2 separate regions of the Gossypium hirsutum genome follow, and region 2 is linked to region 1. A link is a contact called in public Hi-C data. All regions are on one chromosome and are shown on one strand. The core of a region is the stretch at or near the end of the contact, and the rest is flanking DNA. Distances in the headings are between cores, read along the strand shown. Region 1 holds the start of LOC107893532 (organic cation/carnitine transporter 3). Region 2 has its middle 16 kb from the start of LOC121213226.

Region 1 (4,799 bases), core at 888-3,387:
GTTATTGTTTGGTCGAGCAAAATTTTTAAATTTTAAAAAATAAAAAGACTAAAATTTAAAGAATTTGACTTTTTAAATTTCATAATTGCATTTCACTTTTCTTCAAGCAATTTGGAGCAAGGTGTTGATTCGTTTGGTCCTTTTACTGCTCATACACCAATGAATGTAAGCCTTTTCGTTTTGAGGCCTACCACTCAAATCTTATCGCTATCATTGCCTTTTTATAAGATTAATTATTGTTGTATATATATTATATTATATATGTATATGTTGTTACTAAAGACAAAGGGGTCTAACTTTAAGGAAAAAATTAAAAAAACACAGGGGTATACAAAATAATAATCCTTAAACTACATTTATTCAAACCAAGATGAAAAACGCGTTCAAGAGATTTCTAACAATGAAGGCATAGAATACATTTAAAAAGAAAAAGAAGGGGAAAAAAAAACCTTAACAAGAAAGGCATGCAATTATTGGCAAGTTGTAATGATTAGATAGATACAGCTAGCTTAAGTTATGCTAACGTAGCAATTGCGGCGGCCGCCTTCTCATTTTGTTTGTGCTCTTCTTCATCCATTGTATCACAAATTGTTCCACCTCTAGTCTCCGGTAATCCCACCAACGGCAGCCCGCAAATTCCTATCACCAACCCGAATACCCCGAACGATATGAAGTTATTTGTCCTCCCAGCGGCCACGAGCAGTGGGCTGAACACCCCCCAAACACCAGTGCTTGCCTCACCATTGATATTGCCGAGTTCCTCACGCATGTGGGGAACAGCTCTAATGTGTATATCAGTGACATGTTGAAGGCCGAGCAGGCACTGAAGAAGGATATCAGCTCCATTGCTATCTGTAAACTTGGCGACACCTTCCCCACAACCACACACAACACGCTGCACACCCCGCTTAATATTGTGAAACCCAACAATGAGTCTTTCCTTTTCATTTTCCCTATAAGGAAGAATGTAATGAGTGACGCTGGCAACTCGGATAAGGCGTTTAATGTGACGCCCAAATAGAGATTCACGGATAGATTTCCAAGGCCTAATGGCATGCCGTAGTACACCATCCCAATCCCAAAACCTCCCACCATCACGGCCGCTAGCCTTTTTGCCGCCCACCTCTTGTTCAACAGTATCTTGATTGAGGAGTAAATATCTACATTCCATGATTCCTGCTCGATTAGGACATTGGAGAAGCTCATTGTTATGGGACTTTGATTAGCCTGAGCCATGCTCTTGAGTGTTAACACTGCTTCTTCTTTGCGTCCTCGGACGAACAGCCATCTTGGGGACTCATGAACTAAGAAATGAACTAATATACAGTACAAAATTGTTGGAACCGAAATCCACAGATACAGTGTTCTCCATGAAGAACCTCTATTTACGTATGCCATTACCGGCAATGAAAGAAACCCTAAAGTAAAACAAAAGAAACCAACAACGCCGACCTGGCCGCGCCACCGTTTTCCTACTAGCTCGGTTGATAACACGAGGGCACAAGTTCCAACAGTTGCGCGGCCAAACCCGTTAATGAATCTCAGGACAGAATAGATCCAAATATTGGGTGAAAAAACGGTGAAGATTGAAGAAAAAGACATCATGAGACATGAGAATAAGAGCATGTTTTTGCGGCCAAGAGTGGAGTCAGCAAGCGTTGCAAGTGCAAGTCCGCCTGCAAGGCAACCCATGAAGAAAGCAGAAGCAGGGAGGCCAGTGATGAAAGAAGGCGCACATTCCAGGCCCCATTCCGATATGATTGATGTTTGAGAAGGCCAATCCCAAGACCATGAATTCTTGGGGAGCTCGCAAATGTTGGACAAAGAGTTACAAACAGACTCGTCTCCGCCTTGGGTGCAGTGCCAGGATGGCTCAGCATCAGTGAATACACTGATGAAGGTTTGCTGAGCATCAAAGACCCAAGCAAGAGAGACGAGTATTGCTTGCAAGAATTGCCACCACCCGAAGTCTCCGATACAGCCCTCGATGGTCTCATCGAGAGATCGAGGCGGCCGTTTTGGTTCTGCCGGTTTATCACAGTGAGACAGAAGCGGTGTTGAATCGGCCATACACCGTTCTAAAGTGAGAAGCAAGTGTATCTGTGTATTGGTTTATGATAAGAAGACGTGTGTTGCTCTTTGGATATCTCCCTATTTATATAGAGGCGTACGGGGCTGACAACTGACAACTTTCAATAAAATATAAAAAGACAGCCAATACTGGGGGGCAGAGGACTGTATGCCACGTCAAGCCACATCAGCTCTTATTTAGATTAGAGAGAGCATAGGTTAGCATTACATACACCTCGAATAAATTAGGCATCATATGGTTCACCCATCCTGCAAAAAAAGTTGCATACAATTAGCGCATCATATGATTCATTTACTGATTACATATAATGTCTAAAAAATAATTGAGTAGACGATGAAGCATCAAGAATTTGACATTTACATAGAGTTGGATTTTATTTCAATTAATTTTGTTTGTAAGGAAAAAAGTCTTTTAAAAATATGATTCAAAGATATATATGCATTAAGTCCATACATTAATTTCCTATACAAACAATAGCAATATAAATTTGGCTTTGGCAGGTTAATTATTGTGGCAATAAATGCTCTAACGCCGTGAATTAAAAGTCACATTCTCACCAGTTTTTGGAATTTTGTTTTGGATCTAGAGAGATGAGAATATATCACATGTCTATCATAACTAATGAAAATATGTAGCTGCTCAATATTACATCTTTCACCTACAAGTTTATAAGTTTTAATGTATCATGATCAAGCCAAAACACAATAGGTATAGATTTATTGAACTTTAAGCGACAGTCAAAAGAGCTACGAACCGTCGCTATAGACTTTTCTATCGATTACAGCGTCACTAAAGTAGCATATGTTCATATAGGTATATTCTCCATTATTACTATACTGATACACATAGTGATAGCCTTATTCGTCACTAGAGCTATATTGAACATATAATGACAATATTTACTGTCAATGAATGTTCTTGTTAGTATAAAAACACCGACGATTTTCTTGTGTTAGTATAAAGTGAAATTTTGATGATATGATTTAACATATAGGAACAATAAGGCACAATTGTTGATATTGTTTTTAATTAATAATATTAATTTATTTATAATTTTAATTCAACATACACACAATAAGAATTATATAGTCAAAACATAATCCAAGGTACAAAACAAAGTCCAAACATAACAATATAAGTCCTATACCGATGGAACCAATATAATAGTTCATTGGTATAGGGATAAATAAAATGCTTTTTAAAGTTATGCACATATCGACAATTAAAGTAAAACTATCTATATATAGAAGAATTATATTGACAAAAATTGATTTGTCACTATAATTTAACCTATAGTGACAGTAATTGTGTGTGTCAGCCTAAGTTTAACATATACTGACAAAAAAGTTAATCGTTGATAAAAACTTGGTTGTAGTGACAAATTTTGACCGTCAGCAAAAGTGGGCATATATGGCAATTTGCTGTAATGGATATACTTGAACATACACTAATTTGGAAATAAAAGATTGAATTGGAAACCCAAACACACTTTTTATGGGAAATACACAAATGCTTAATAAACAAATGCTCAAATATTATAGAAGAATTCTAAAGGTAATAAATAAAGGCGAAGAAATTTTGAAATGAAATTTAATACTTGAGCAATGTCGTAAATTATCTCAATTACATTTTCGTTTAATGAAAATTTTGGTGAATGGCATAGAGAATGAGGTGTATTGACAATTTATTCTGTTGGTATTAGTTGATTATGAATATTATTGAACATATAAAGATGTTATTGATTGTTGATAGATGTTCTTATTGGTATACATATATACCAAAGGTTTTATTGTGTTGGTATAGAGTGAAATTATAATTATAAAATTAAACATGTAGTGATAGCATGAATCCTCAATATAGGGTCCAATTTTTAATATTGAAATTTTAATTAGTAATTATTTAGTTAGTTATAATTTTAATTCAACATACTTTGTATAAAGTAAAAATATTTATTCTAAAGATGATCCAAAGAAAAAATATAGTCCAAACAAAATAATATAATATCTATGCCAATGATACTAATAAAATAGTTTGTCAATATATGGACAAATAAAATTCTAAAGTTCTACATATACCGACAGTTAAAAGAAAACCATCGGTATATATAAGAACTATGCTGACAAAAATAATCTGTCAATATAAATTTATCTATACTGACAGTAATTACATATGTCAGTATAAGTTTGAGATATACTGACAAAATGGTTATCTGTCAATATAAATCTAGTGGTAATGACAAATTTTGACTATTAGTAAAAGTGAGCACCAATATATACATTGACTTGAAAATGAAAGATCAATTGAAAACCTAAACACACTTTTTATAGTAAGTACACCCATGGTTAACCTACATATGCCCAAATTTTATAGAAGAATCTAAAGGCTATGAATGAAAGTGAAGAAAGTTTGAAGTGAACTTAAGGCTTGAACCAATTTGTAGCTTACCTCAAGTATGTTTTCATTTAATGGAAGTTTGGCTTTATGGAAAGAGAATGAGGGAAGCTTTTCAATAGATGTTCTTCTCTTTTTTACAAGGGTCTTATGGTTAGGGATACCAATGGTTCATTCCATTGTTATAACTTAGTTATTGTATGACCGGCTGCATTATTGAAGATATAGTGGCACTATTAATTGTAGGCAAAGGTTCTTATTAATATAGATATATCGACAATTTCTTTGTTTCAGTATAAAGTAAAAGTCCAATTAT
Region 2 (4,947 bases), core at 1,487-3,986, 86 kb after region 1:
AATTTTTTTTCTCTTCTCTTTGAAACCTCTCATTTATCCATCGTTAGGGAAACTAGTTGGTGGTAGCGATGGTGGCACTGGAGAGGATCCTTCACAAAGTGCCAATACCCGTCTGTAAGGAAGCGCCATCGCCAAGTGACAATAAGAGGATGTCGACCCCCTCTTCGATGGCGCATTCCATACTGGCCAGAATGTCAAATCTGAATGAATGTTCAATTCTTCGTTGATGGAAACTTTCTCTTTGAGTGAGATTTAAATAACTATATTGTTAAAAAAAACCTATTGTGAGTTCTCAAGTTTCAACAACTGGAAATGATTCCCATGCCATGCTACTTCTAGTAAATACTAAAAGAAACAGTTATGTTGTTAGATGCTAAAATAAAATGCCTTTTCATATGCAGATAGTTAGTGATGATGATCCATCCTTGTGTTGAGACCTCTGTAATTATGTATAAAAATTGAATCATAGAGAAAAGTGAGAGGCCTTATTATTGAGCTACTCTCTAAGGGAAACCAATGCAAAAGAACTCCCATGTTCATCATATAAGGTGTTAATTTGAACAATATGAGAGTTGTTAGTTGTAGAAGAATAATTTGGTATTGTTAATGCTATAGGTAGGGGTGAGTATTTGATTGAGTCGAGTCAAATCGAGTCAAAAAATTTTGAGTTAGTCGAGTTGACGAATCCTATTTTAGCAACCGAACTCGATTTGAATTTTTTTCGAATCAAGTCAAAAAATTTCGAGTCAAGTCGAGTCGAGTTAACGAATCCTATTATTTATACCCAATGTTGCGTTTACATGGACTGATTATTTAACTAGTAGACGAATTACAAGATTATTTAACTATATAAACAATATAATAGTTTTGTCTTTTAACTTAACGAATAAACATTTATCAAAACAATGTAGTTTTTTCCTTTTGACTTAATGATTTTGACTTTTAACTTTAGAAAATTGAACATTTATTAAAACGACATAGTTTTACTTTTTCTTATTTAGATTTTCGGATAACTCGAATTGTATAATTCATATTCGAGTTAAACCGAAAAACTTAATTTTTTATTCGAGTTGATCTAAATAACTTGATTAACTTAAATAACTCGAACTATTTAATTCAAAATTTAAATTTTTTATTAAATTCTTCGAGTCAAATCGGATTTTGTTCACCCCGAACTGTAGACAAGAAAAAAAACAAATTGTAAAGTTTGTAATGTAAAGAAAATTACCTAAGTAAGAGCTGTTGTTCCGAGAAGAAGAAATATACATCTTCCCCTTCAACATCAACAAATTTCAAGTCAATAATTGCAACAAAACAATTGCAATGATAATGAAACTAAGACATGCCCAAACAAATTAAAGATATTAGTAATCAGTAAGTGTCAGAAAAATCAAAAGCTTTGCGTTTGAGAAATGGAAGAAACAAAAGAATTGTGTCAATAGTATTAGATTTTTAATTGTCTCTGAGGGAAATCAGTGCAAAAGAACGCAGCATCGAAGACAGCATAATTACATATAGGTCTTTTAAGTTTTAATTAAAAGTAAAAAAAAAAATGTCACGATCATTCAATTAGCTAACGTGTTACATCAACAATCCGTTAGTGGATTAACGGAATTTTTAATAGTAATGATTAATTTGAACAATTATCTTAATTAAAGCAGTCAAATTAAGAAAAAAAATTAAAATGATCAAAAGAAAAGAAATCTTATTTTAGAGTGACTTTAGATGGAATTTACCCAAAAGAATATATTTAACGTAGAAATTTCAATAATTACTTTTTAAGTGCTAACATGTGAAATCAATTATTATCCATGTTGCTTTTGTTGTGGCCGTTGGTTGAATGTTACTGGAGTCCACGTTATGGCCGGCCCCTACAACACTACGCAAAACTTGGAAGCTTGGTTCACTTGATTTTTTTGTGAGTTACAAAAAAAATGTTAGGTTTCTAAAAATTAAAAAAAAAAATCTGTTTAAGATATTCACTTTGATCAATATTCATCTATCTTCTAACTTATAATACTTTTTTATTTATATAAATTATAATCTATAATATTTAAAAACGTTTGTTAATTTTTTTTAATAAAAAATATAATTATTAAATGTTAAATAAAATATATTTCTAATTTTTTTACTTTAAAAATAATGAGCAAGTTTTAGAGGTGAGTTGAATTCGATTTTATTGATTTTTAAAATTCTTAAATTGTCATGAATAATTCCGTCTAACTTTTAATTTTTCACACTAAATTTAGATTTTGAAATTTATTTTGACAAATTAAGTTTTCTTTCAAGGCTTTGGACGTTTTAGGGTAAAGTTTCAAAGTATTTTTTTTATGAATATTTCAAAAAAATCAAGTAAATAAATGATAACCAATAATTCTTATATATAAATTTTTTGAAAAATAATAATTTATATAGTGTTTTTTAGTTATTTTCACTATTTTAAATTTAAAATATTTATTTTTATATAATAAAAATAAAAATGAAATAATACTAAAAATTTGCTTTGATTAATTACAATTTTTAACTTGTATTCTATAAATTGTTGAACTATTTTAAATTTGTTCAATTTTTTTTTTTTGGTTATTTTGGCTCAATCCAAGTAAATTTAAATAGACTTGACCAATCATTTATGAATACAAATAAATTTAGAGTTTGATAATATTAAATCTGATCCGATCGAATACAGGCTATAGACAGCTCTGGAAAGGCAAAGTGGCAAACGACATTTTGAGTTACCCGAGTAGGCAAGTGCTATCTAACTCGGTGTTTGACAGCTACCATTTGCTTGTACTCATATGGCAATGTACATCCTAAATAGTGAAAAAGTATAAGCTTTTAAATCATACAAGTAATGTTCAAATCTTTTCATTTTTTTAAAAAAATTATATTTTCTATTTATAAAAAGAAACAGGGTAGAATCTAAAACATTTACTTTTTCATAAAAAAGGAAAAAAAAACACAAAAATTTGATAGATAAAAAGCCCATAGTTTCAGTACGAATGGCGGTCCCATTTGGGAATGAGATGGGCTATATACTGATTTTGGGCTGTGGTGGACATGGGTGATTTTGTTGCCTCATTATTTGGACAGCTTTGAAACATTTTGATTTCTTCTTTCAAATAGGTCATGAAAAAAATGTGGGTTCCAATATTTGAACTAAAATGGGTAAATTTTGGTTTACATGCTTCGACTCAAAATATGTGAGAAAAGATGGAAGTTGTTGCTTAACTTCTTGCGCTAACATCTACAACATATAATTTATAACATTTCACTGTCATGGTGGGTGTTCATAATTTATTCACCCTCCTTAAAACTTTCTTTCCATCGTAGCCTTCTACTCTTACATTGTTGTGAAAGTGCAATGGGTCGGATTGGGTACATACAACCATATTTTTGGCTAAACTTATTTTCAGAATCCTTCCATATTTTGAACAAATCTTCAATTTTAGACATATAACCTATCTCTTAAAAAGTGTAATAAGCAATTAAAGAATGTTATTAAAAATAAAAATCGAGACTTTTATAGACGAACAGGATATATAGTAAAAAAATTCATGCAGTTGTGCAATAAAATGAAGGTATATATATATACATATATCAGAGAATAATTAAATTAATAAGAAATACCATGGCTTTCACTTTGAAAAGAAAAAAAGACATGAAAACTACTTGAGAGTGGGGTTGGGAGTGAGACAGAAGAAGCTTCTGGACCGAATAGTCTACTTTTTTACAGAAAATTTCTGAAATTCACAAATAACTAAAAGCTGCCAAACGATTAAACAAATAGAATCCAAAGTGCTTTAGAGAGGTTTACAAATGATATAGAATTGCATGGAAGAACGTGCCTCCTATTACCATCTTTTATATACTTTGATCATCATGATTGTAATTCATCCATTGGATGTACTTGGAAGTTTAACTCTAATTACAATGACACTTAGTGAAAGAGAGAGAAAGAAAAGGAAAGCATATAGATAGATAGATAGAAGCATAAACTTTTTAACTTTAGTTATGCACATTATAAAGATAGAAGCTTCATCGATATGCGAAGTCGTGGGAGTGAGTTGTGTATTCTTCCCCCTCGTCTTTAGGCTTTATTACCTTTCTTTTGTTTTTTTCCTTTTCCAATATACATCTCTCTCTTAAGCTGTGTGAGTTTTAGTTACGTAGGTATATATGTATTGGAGACAAGGAGCTTTTTTGACAACTTGCAGTCCCCAAAATTTTCTCTGCAACCAATAAAGGTAACTGTGGCAGTGGCAGTGGCAGTGGCAGTGACAGTGGCACCACCATCTTTTTCTATATCCTCGACAAACAAAAGGAGCTCTCCCCTTTGGTCCATATTTGGATCTACTGTCTTAGATTACCATGCATTCCATACTTGCATATAGATGACAAAATATTATGTCTTCATGCAAATCATTATCCTTGTAAAACATAAGAATTCTATTGCTATCTCACTATTTCGAGCCCCCCCCCTCCTTTTTTTTTTTACCTTTCTTTGTTCCTCTAAACTTCAATGGCACTTCATAATGATCTTAGAAATAAAATAGTGAAAATTTATTTCGTTCTTGACTTGATTTTGTTTTTGGTCCCAACATATATTGTTTTCCATTACTCCCTAGATTGTGAATAAATTGCATTTTGAAATTGTTTGGGTGTTGGAATATGATTAAAGATTAATGATAAGATAATAGTAATAAACAGACTTTGTTTTATTAAAGTTTAATAGTATCAACTTTAAACTCTTTTTAAAAAATTAATTGAGTCCTTAAATTAATAAAATTGATTAGCTAAACCTTTTAGGTTAATATTCCACTACAACACTAATGTGACCGTTAACAAATGTCACATTAGCAACAATTGTTGACATACGTCAGTAAAAATAAATTAAAATTATTTAAAAAATAAGTACATAGTAAATCTTGACAACTAATTGTCAATGTT

The links. A called contact is a pair of places that touch in the nucleus more often than the background predicts.
Region 2: a contact with region 1 is called in a Hi-C map of leaf, with 2.3 times the contacts expected there. The contact joins the enhancer-like site here to the promoter of LOC107893532 in region 1. A contact is called at or near these places in 13 of 34 Hi-C or Micro-C datasets (callus, fibers, hypocotyl and 2 more).

The regions. Positions count from the first base shown.
Region 1 is chrA13:90,443,469-90,448,267 of Gossypium_hirsutum_v2.1, forward strand. It overlaps LOC107893532 (organic cation/carnitine transporter 3), which reads right to left and starts at 2,138. Exons shown (of 2, transcript XM_016818567.2): 1 at 717-2,138; 2 at 330-714. The coding sequence starts at 2,070. The coding sequence ends at 515.
Region 2 is chrA13:90,528,780-90,533,726 of Gossypium_hirsutum_v2.1, forward strand. No RefSeq gene overlaps it. Among protein-coding and RNA genes, the nearest start is that of LOC121213226, 16 kb to the right of the region's middle. Within about 2 kb of position 2,737, at least 1 of the 9 cell types and tissues checked has an H3K27ac peak or open chromatin away from gene starts, as enhancers often do. A contact at or near this core is called in leaf, where this site is marked.